Linked DNA regions of Capsicum annuum: region 1 is linked to region 2. The links are chromatin contacts, called in public Hi-C maps. All regions are on one chromosome and are shown on one strand. The core of a region is the stretch at or near the end of the contact, and the rest is flanking DNA. Distances in the headings are between cores, read along the strand shown.

What was found. Hi-C and Micro-C count contacts between places; a contact is called where the count stands out from the background.
Region 1: a contact with region 2 is called in a Hi-C map of leaf, with 2.2 times the contacts expected there. The contact joins the promoter of LOC107875252 here to the enhancer-like site in region 2. A contact is called at or near these places in 2 of 5 Hi-C or Micro-C datasets (leaf and placenta).

Annotation. Positions count from the first base shown.
Region 1 is chr1:58,309,148-58,314,509 of UCD10Xv1.1, forward strand. LOC107875252 (non-specific phospholipase C2) reads left to right here and starts at 2,060. Exons shown (of 4, transcript XM_047395411.1): 1 at 2,060-2,615; 2 at 3,896-4,226. The coding sequence starts at 2,199.
Region 2 is chr1:58,167,948-58,173,568 of UCD10Xv1.1, forward strand. LOC124886547 (a long non-coding RNA gene) reads right to left here. Exons shown (of 2, transcript XR_007043904.1): 1 at 5,461-5,621; 2 at 4,305-4,855. Among protein-coding and RNA genes, the nearest start is that of LOC124886547, 3.8 kb to the right of the region's middle. Within about 2 kb of position 2,649, at least 1 of the 5 cell types and tissues checked has an H3K27ac peak or open chromatin away from gene starts, as enhancers often do. A contact at or near this core is called in leaf, where this site is marked.

The sequences.
Region 1 (5,362 bases), core at 810-3,309, 140 kb after region 2:
AAATAAAACAGACTCTAATCTAATTCGTCTGACCCGAGTCGAGCCACAAAAAAGATACAAATAAATATTCCCTTTTAGTTCTGTTGCTCAAATTTTTTCAACGAGATTAAGCTTCTGAATATTTATTTGTGCATAACTCATGAAAAATAAATCTGCACCAGTGCAAATACAAATAACATATATCTCCCTCAGTTCATAGATTTGCATCAGTGTAGAGCTCATAAAAAATGACATTTAGCTATCAAATATAACAGATTAGATCCACTGGATATTTTTCTGAATGATTGAGTTAAAAGGTCTTTCCAATGTTCCAACCGTGATATCTCTTCACTCTTATGTCTTTATATGCAATTTGAATCTACTAAATTTTCATTATGTCATTTGCTCAGACAACTTACGTTGATTCTAGAATCTAGATACACATAAAATTAAATACTAAAATTTTAAAATTTGAACATAACTGAATAAAAGCAGAGTTTATAATAGACATTTTCTCTAGTTCCATGCTTCTGCGTTAACCTATTTCATTCTACTTTTTGTTCATTTGTAAACAACCTATCAATGTTATTGGATGCTGAGAAAGAAGTATATTTTTTCGTTAAGAAAGTTCGACCAATAAAACTGAGAGTAAAGGGGTTATATTTGCTTGTGACCTTTTTTGTCTCGAGTTGGATCGGACGAATTAGATTAAAGTGTATTTTATTTTTAAAAAATAGGTCATTTAATGTTGATTTGAGCTTTTCTATTAAAGGAAGGACACATGTGAAAAATTTCTTAACAACGACAATAAATATGACCCCAAAATATGACATCGAGGATAAATTTGATCCAAAATATGATAAAGGATATATTCAATTTTTAAAAGTAAAAAGATAAATTTGACACCAAAATATAACAATGAGTATAAATTTAACTTCAAAATATGAAGAAGGGTATATTTAGCCTATCAAAGTAGAAAAATAAATTTGACCCTTTTCCCTTGATTTTATATTTGTAGTATTTTATGGTATTTGTAGTGATTCAATCACCTAATTCTTAATATTGGGATAAAAAAAACATAAATTTGAATTCAAGGATAAATCCTCTTTTAGAAAAATATTACAGTAAAATCTACTAGGGTACTTTGTATAAATGACAAATATTTTAAATTTTAAATGCAAACATTATCTTAAGATTAATTTAAATATTTTTAATTTCTTGACCGACGAACGAAGAATTAGTCTTACGGCTGCCGTCTATGGGAATATCTTGGGAAATCAAAAAGAAAAAAATATTTTTAATTTCATTATGTATTTAAAATATAAAGTCTTAACTCAATAAATGAATAAATATAATATTTAACTTGAATTATAATATGACATTTATTGAATTTGACAAGAAAGATAATTAATAAAAATGTCACATTTAAATGCATCCCCATCCTTTGCCGAAAAACTAATTATTATCACCAAGCCATAAATGCCCTTCCACGCTGGCCTAATTTTATCTTCTTTTTTATACTTTACCACTATGTCCATAACGTACCATTAATCTTTACTGGGAAAAATCATTTAGTAGTAAAGAAGATGAGGGTTTTATTTTGTCATTTTTGGTTTACTCACGCCGAATGAAAATTCATGTGCGGTGATCTTTTTGGCTCATGAACTAACTTTTGAACTAGAAACAAACTCAAAATCCAATTCTTTACGCCATGCAATTCAATTAATTATAATTTTGCCTACATAAGATTTGATTTGAAGTGATAAAGAAAAAATCCTCCACGATGGAAAGTTTCTTCATTTTTAAATTTGAACTTAAAAAAGGCATAAAACATAAGTATGTACGTTAATATAGTCTCCATCGACACTTACACGTCTTTCAATTTTAAATATGCATAAATTTTATAAAATTAAATAAACAAATATATGTGTCCTACATAATATAGACAGTCTCACACAAACTTAAAAACTCTAATTAAAAATAAAATCTTATTGTATCTACTCAAATCACACTATTTAGTGACTACATTAAATAAGATATTTGTGTTTCCCAGCTAACAAAGCAAGAAAACAAATACATACAAACGTGTAACTGTCCAAATCCCACCATCCCCCACTCCACTCCGCTCCCCACAGGTGCTCTATAAAATTCAGCTTCACGAGACCACATTACTGTCTTTGATACCCCCCACCCCCAACCCAAACAACATCACACTCACAATGTCATCCACAACTCCATTAGTTTTTCTAATTCTAATAGTGAACCACCACCATAATTGGGTTGCTGCTGACTCTAGCAGCCCAATAAAGACGGTGGTGGTTCTAGTAATGGAGAACAGGTCATTCGACCACATGTTAGGATGGATGAAGAAGTTGAACCCGAAAATCAATGGGGTAGACGGATCAGAATCCAACCCGATTTCAACGAGTGACCTGAATTCCCGAAAGATTTTCTTCAGGGACGGGTCACATTATGTTGATCCAGATCCGGGACATTCATTTCAAGCAATAAGAGAGCAAATATTTGGGTCAAATGATAGTACAAGAAAACCAGCAATGAATGGATTTGTTCAACAAGCTCTTTCTATGGATTCTAATATGCCTGATCAGGTCATGAATGGTTTCCAACCCGATATGGTAAGTTTCTGTTCGGACTTCGGTATTTGGTATCTGTTTAAAATTTTTACTTTGAATGTAAAAAATAATTTCTGTAATAAACGACTTCATATTCTGGGCTCAAATCTACTCGTATACCACTATCCACTACTATCACTCTTCTGTTCTTAATCCCATAATCTTTAAAATATCTGCTATTTATTCGTAATTCATCAGTTAATTTTTTATATGACCACTCAATTAATAATTTTTATTTATAAAACTTATTCAATTTTATTTTGTAATATAATAGTCACTCAATTAATCGTACTTATCTCAGAAAGTCATTCAGTTTTATTTCGTAACAAAAAATTTACTCGACTATTGGTACAACACACATAAAGAATCAATTCAAGTGATATTTACGGGAGATATGACTGACATGAAAAAAATTTTAAGCCAATTTTTTTTTAGAAAAATAAAAACATATTTATTTTAATCAACCACTAAAAGTGATCCACTTTTTTGTTTAACCGATACGAATAGCTTTTTAATTATTTCTTAATAATTTGGCATAAATATTTTTAGAATTTCATAAATAAATCAGTATAATCCGGAGAATAATGTTAGATATGTGAAAACATTCTTTAGGATTATGACGTTTGTGTTTCTCTCTCTATTGAGTTTGAATAATATGCTTGTGTATGATACTCTAGAATGAGTAGCTGCCAAATATGTACTAGACAGTTGTGTTTGTTACAGTTAACCTTATATTATTGAGTTTTTTATTGAGTTGATAATTAATAATAAAAGATGACAGTTGTTTAGTGAATTTTAACTTTTTCTTTCACTAATAATGTACCAGACATTTTCGCATAACAATATTTGTTTTGATTGTTATGTAAATTCGTGATGAATTTATAACGATAAAAAAATATTTTATATAATGATCAATTTGGGTGTGATCGAGTCGCTATCATTCTCTCTACCTTTTAATTAGCTTTACCCCTATACTTTATTTTTCTTGGACGATGGGTGGCATTATGAAACGATGGAAAATAATATAATCTATCCAACTATATAGTTCATCTAAATAATAGTAGTACAATATAAGACAATATAACTCGATACTACAATACATTATATATGAAATAATATGTGACAACCAATTAGACAAAGTGTAATAGTGAAGTTAACTTAATAGAGCGTAATAGCTTAATTACCATTTAATATAATCAATTATTATTGTACTTAATATTTGTAAAAAATTTACATATAATTATCTATTTAGTTATTTATTGCATGCATTTTTTTTCTTTCAGGTGGCTGTATACAAAACACTAGTATCGGAATTTGCGGTATTCGACCGATGGTTTGCGTCGGTGCCCGCATCGACTCAACCCAATCGTCTCTACGTTCACTCAGCCACATCTCACGGTGCTACATCAAACATTGCATCGCTATTAGCAAAAGGTTATCCACAGAGAACGATCTTTGAGAACTTAGATGATGCCGGAATAGATTTTGGAATATACTATCAGAATATTCCTGCGACTCTGTTTTACTTGAATTTGAGAAAGCTCAAGTATGTAGGAAAGTTTCATCCTTATGATATCACATTCAAAAATGATGCCAGATCAGGAAAGTTACCAGGTATGCATGTCAAATTTGTCAATTTTTTATTTTTCGAGAATCAACTTAATTAATATTTTGAATTTGAAATACTTATATTCAAACACGAAAAAATATTATAAAATATGTGTAATAAAAAAATTATACGAAAAAAATTATAATTATAAGATATAAAAAGACACATAATTTGATTATCAAAAATTGGAAATATGTCCACGACGCCACCTCAAACATCACATCGCTATTAGCCAAAGGTTATTTACAGAGAACGATCTTCAAGAACTGCCCGATGTTGGAATAAATTTTAGAATATTCCGGCGATTCGGTTTTAATTTGAATTTATTAAGAAAGCGCAAGTATGCAGGAAAGTTTCGTCCTTATGACCTCACTTTCAAAAGTAATAATGCTAAGAGCTTGTTTGAATATAAATATTTTTTTTAGTTTATGTGCTTGAAGGTTGAAATAAGTATTTATAAATTAAATAGATAAGTGTTTGAATAAAAGTATTGAAATTGGAAAAAATTATTGATATATTTAGTAAATTAGTGTTGATAAGTATTTCTTTTGTTGTTAAAATGATTTAAATGTCCTTAAAGATGTTAATAAATTAAATTATATATAATTTTTAATTGCAATAATTCAAAAACATCGGAGAAAGATGACGAGGAAACTGGAAGGAAGAGACGGAGAAAAACGATAAAGAGAAAAAGAAAGAAAAACAATATGTTTAAGGGCAGTAAAATTGGAGTATTATTAGAATTAAAGAAAAATATAAAGAATAAAAAATAAATATCTTGATCAAATTTAAAAAAAAAAAATTAATTCAAAAAGTTAAAAAACTGGAGGTGTCAGCATCTCCCTTTTTGTTTTCTTTAATCGATTTTTAACTTTTTGTAAAAAAAATTTTTATTTTATCAAAATATCTCAACTCCCCCTCCCCCCTCTTTGTGACACTTACTGATTGTTGGGACTTAATATTAATGTTTTATAATTAAATTTTATATTTAAAAATTATATGATGTGCAATTTTTCTCATATATATATTTTTTTTGACAATTAATAATTTTATTAACTACTAAGTAAACATTACAAAAGGACGGTAGATCCATAGCAGACTATCCCATCCCGTTGCTAATCCCAGAGTAGAGACATACCAG
Region 2 (5,621 bases), core at 1,399-3,898:
AGAAAATGCACAGTATTAGGTGGTGTGGAGTTGGAGATTTGGAGAAAATATTACCTTGGAGAAGACAATGCCAAAGATTTTTATTTTTTTATTTGTCGACATGTCATTTTTTGATTGGATCGTAAATAAATTTTCTTGACTTCACGTGTGTCTTAGATGTGTATTATCAGCCAAAGGTGTTTTAATAGGTAATTATTTTTAATAATTGAAGTATTCAATAGGTACAAAGTCAAGTTGAAGCATCTAAGTGAATTATGTAGACAACTTTTAAGGGGTTACAGATGACTTAAGCCTTTGTTATATATGCTTAAAGAGAAAAATCAGGGCCAAATTCAAAAATAGGATTAATGATGATGATAGGCATATTATTATTAATTAACACAAAAGATATTTATCTTTCTTTAAAATAAGACACCGCAGAACCCTCATGATAGATGCTTACCTAAGATAAACCACTAAGCCACTGCAAATGGCCACCATGGCCGCTGGTCAGCCTATTTCTATCGCTGACCAGTCCACCTCACTTTAATCTTCAATAGATTTTCCTCCTCTTTTCCTGTCAAAAATTGAGTCATCAAATCCTAGTTTGCCTACCGAGCCTAATATTTTGCCTAACATGGTTGCAACAGGCAATTTTGTCTCATCATTTAAAGCTCCTATAGATAATCATCTTTTTGTACAAATAATTGAACCAATTCCTGTGAAGAAGTTGTCATACAATAATGAAATTCCCAGAGTGCAACGGACAACGGACTGAAGATGAGGTTAATAGAATGAATATTATGGAGAAATTCCGATATGCGGTAGTTAGTAAGTTCTCTTATGGTTGGTCTGAAATGAATGAACATCGGTCTAAAATACCAAACAATGCAAAGTTAAGGGATATTGCAACTATCAGCCTATTGATGAATAGACATATCTTGATTAGGTTTGATAGAGAAAAGGACTTTGTTAACATGTTATCCAAGAATGTATACTATTTTTTGGATAAAGAAGGCATTTTCTATCCGAAGCGACTCCTAATTTATGATGCTAAATTTAAAGTAAAGGAGGAGACTACTCAAATATTGGCATGATATCTTTTCTGGATTTGAAGCCTACTTTCTTTGTGAAGGAATAACTGTTTTATATTGCCTCAGCAGTCGGTAAAACTCTTTAGCTAGATTCAACTACTATTAATAAGATGATACCTAGTTGTGCTAGGATTAATGAAATACCTAGACTTAGAACCATTGAAAAACTTCATCTTTCGGTGTCACTGGGGTGGGTACGACTAGGGGCTTGAGTCGTACCCCTTGGATACGAGCCGTATCCTTCTTATCCTCCCTTATCTTACTCTAGGAAGTGTGGTGAGGGTCACTCATTATCCTAGGTACAAGTGAACCTCCCCTCAATCGTACCTAAGGATATGAGTCGTACCTAGGTAACTCGTATGGGGTAAGGTCTTAGCTTGGAATAGACTAATTTTGTTACGAGTGGAGCATACGAGTTAGGGTTATGCATGGTCGTATCCTTAACAGTGTGTGTGACCTAGGAGAAACCTAGGTACGAGTCAGGGTACCACTCGTACCCTCGGGTACGACTACTTAAGTGAGTCGTTCCCTTGGACGGGGTCAATTTTCATCTTTTAACTAAGGGCCTTGTGGTTATTTACCATGTATAAAACCCTAAACCCTCTCATTATATAAGTGTGTTTAGCCTCATAAACATCCATTTTGATGAATCAAATACCCTAAATACTCTCTCAAGCTTATCTTTGAAAAATTGGAGGCTAGAGTTTCAAGAGTGGTCATTAAGAGGCAAAAGGGAGTCAATATTCTTGGTGATTCATCTTGTTTAAAGAATGTACCTCTTACCCTTGCTAAATAACTCTAAACCCATGTATTTCACACTTGGATTAGTAAGTGTACATGTTGGTTTTGAAATCATATGAAAAGGGTTTTGTTGCTTAATGATGAATAATTATGATTTTTGCTTAGACTTATGTTTATACATGTTATTGATGGTAGTTTGCACACATGAATGCTTGTTGTATGTGGTATAACATGTGGGTATTGAGTAACCCTAGTCTTGATAATATCTACCATAAAATTAGCCTTGGTAAAGGCACGTACACAAGGTGTTTGTGAAAATGTCTAAGTGAGATGTCTAGTTACATGATGATGATGCTTTGAACTAGGTCAATGGCCCAATATGTATGGATTCTTGATAAATGATATTGTGAAGGTAAAGTGATCCATGTATTATGTAACTTATGACCTTGATGATTTGATGAATAAGAAGGGGGTTAAAGTCCCTAACATGAAAATGAACTTGAATTGTGTGTTGAACTAAATTATGGTATAAATTGCTAATGAAGTGTGAATGGCCCGTAAGGGTCTTGAGGACCATAGTTTGAATTGTATGATGAGTTGAATTAAGGCATTTGCCTATTAAAATGGTTGAGCAATGAAGGCTCCCATGAGGACCATGTGATCGTGTATGGTGTTGAATTGGCTAAATGGGTTAAAGTCCTTATGTGTGGAATTGAATGTAAATGGATGCATGGACAAAGGGTTGGAGTCCCAATATCGACTAATGATAGATGTAATGGCTTGAGGTTAAAGTCCCTTGCTTAATGAGATCGCTTGTGGTTAAAGTCCCTTGCATAATGAGATCTCATGGGATCGAAGTGCCTTGCCAAATAAATTAACTTGGGGTTAGAGTCCCCTATCTAATGTGGCATGAGGTTAGCGTCCCTTTCCTAATGTGTGAACAAGTAAGTGGTTAGAGTCCCTCACTTATATGAATGTGTGTGAGTGGTTAGAGTCCCTCACTTAAATGGATGTGTATGTGGTTAGAGTTCTTTACTTGATGATATATGAATATAGTTAAAGTCCTATTCCTAATGAAATTTTTTTGAATCTATAAGTGTGGAAGTTTGGAGTCCTTCATTGCATTTATGACGAATGAGTGCTTCCAAAGTGTTGATAAGACTTGTCCCTTGGTTAGCATGTGATGTGTCTATATGTATGGATAAGGTTATGAATGTGGTTGTATATGATATATATATTAACTTGTTATTGAATGATGATGCTATTTTATTCTTATCATTGAGTTACATACTAACGTTCTAACCGCTAACCGTCTCCGAATGCTATGTCCCCATGTAACATAGGGGCCAGAGTATCTTCTTCTCTTTCTACACAGTGATTAGGCAATCGAAGCGGTTCGTGCATTGACTTAGGAGTGGTGAGCTTCCTTACTTCAGAAGACATTCTTTCTTGGTTTCCTATCTTTAGACTTAGTCTTGTTTTGACTGGTTTGGCTATTGTCGGGGGATTGTCACGACATATACATTTCTAAACTTTGGTTTGTATAGAGGTATTGTCGATGACTGTGGACTTGGGAATATTGGTTAGTGTGATGAATCTAATGAAGCATTTAGACATGTTTAAGTTAAGACTTGTAGTGTTTTCTTCTATCTCATTATATGGTTGGGATCCACCCGAGCCATGTGATTGATGTGATGATTGTGATGGGTTATCGGGCAAACTCCGGTTCATGTGGGATTGAGGTGCCCATACGACATAGCCCTGTTTTGGGTCGTGTCAATTTAGGTGCAAATTGATCTATTATTATAATTTCCAAAGTTTGTGGAGATGGAAATTATCAATCCAACCACTAATGAGTCAAGAGTGGAATGGATTAAAATCCAATATGGTATAATCCCTAAGTATTGTAGGGGGTGAAAAATTCAAGGGCATGATGAACAAAATTATAGAATGTTGCATCTAGAATTGAAAGATAAGAAACCTAGTGTTTCTGAGGAAAATCATGAAAAGAAGATGGATAATAAAGCGACCACAGAGGTTTGAAGGGACAACAGTAAGTTCTAGAGAAGGCAATGGAATCCTACACATAGGAGGTTTGTATATGATAAGAATGCACCTGTTCAGTTTAATGATAAAGCAGTTTCTCCAACCAAAACAACTAACATTAGCAATGTTTTTACTGCACTAGCGGATGAGGAGAAAGTTACAGAGGTTTAACAAAGGAATATAGATAAGAAAAGTCAGTATGGTGTAGATAAAACACAAATTCATTCACAAGGAGATATTTCTAAAGCAACAAATAGTAAAGGGTCAAGCACACCAGAAAAATAAGTTAATACAAAGATTTTGATAGATAAAATTAATGAGAACACGTCTGAGGTGAAAAAAAAAGATGCAGCATGCCGGCAAAACGTACATTAACAACATATGAATGAAAGTATGAAACAAAAGTCTACTCAGGCGTAATATCACTCTTCCACCAAAGAATAAATCCTCAAGGCATTTGCCAATCATCATATAAAAGAATTCAGCACAGTAGAAACTTATCAAAATAAGGAAGAAGCGGAATATGAATTTGCTCCACAAAATGAACAAGAATATCAACAAGGTAAGTCCCAACAGAAAGATCAACAACTAGCTTTAGCATTGTCTAATTCAAATGACAAACTGAAGAATGATAATCAAAAAGGTATAATGAAGGAGCATCACACTAGGGGTAACAAATGTAACTTGATAGAGTTTCCAAGAACCACATCTTCAAACAAAAATCAATAGATTATGGATGATGTATCTTTGGTTAGCCATGAAGTGGATTAAGAACTCTTGTAGATGAAGGAATTAGTTGAAGCTAGATATCATGAACTATTTTAAATGATCTTAGGTGAAAAAAAAGCCATTGGATAGAGGTGAAAGCTCTGAGTTATCATTATCTCTGACAACAAAGGCATTCAATTCATCCTCGATGCGTGAGTTGCAGGAGATAATGTCTCATAAAGTACTTCAGAATAATACATGTAACAATGCAATACCTAAAGCTGAACCTGCAATTGAAGATAAAAAAGAAGATAAAAATAAGAGTGACTTAATGAAAACATGAAATAAAGTAGGAATATCTGTATAGCAACATATGAAAGAGAAGAAAGGCCAAAATAAAGGAGGCACAAAAAATAAGTCATCAAGGATGGTAACAAGAAGCGGGGAAAAATCTCTACCAAATGAAATATAAAGCTCTCATTTGGAATATTTGATCTGTGAGAACTCAAAATGCCTTTCATTTATAGACATCACAAATTTTGTCTTATCGCACTAATAGAACCATTTCATGATACCAGACAAATTCCAAGATATAAGAGAATACTGCGTATGCAGTATGTTAACTATAATCAAAATACACAGATTTGGGTTTTCATACAAGATCATATTCAGGTGGAACTAATTTCAGATTTAGATCACCAATTAACTCTACAACTCATATTTAATGATGGAAAACGCTTCTCACTACTATAGTGTATGCTAAATGTGCTGCCATGGAGAGACTGAGGCTCTGTAATGATATTTACAATCTGGGACAAGATATTCAAACTCCTTGGCTAGTTGGGGGAGATTTTAATGTAATTGAGTGAAGAGAAGAAGATTGGGGGACTACCTGTGTACCCACAAGAATATGAGGATTTTGCATTAATTCTTGTGAATTATTTGATGTTCCTTTCACTGTTAGTCCTTTTACTTGGTGGAATAGAAGAGCTGATGAAGCTTGCATTTTCAAGAGATTAGACAAAGTAGTGGTAAATTATAATTTTCAAGATG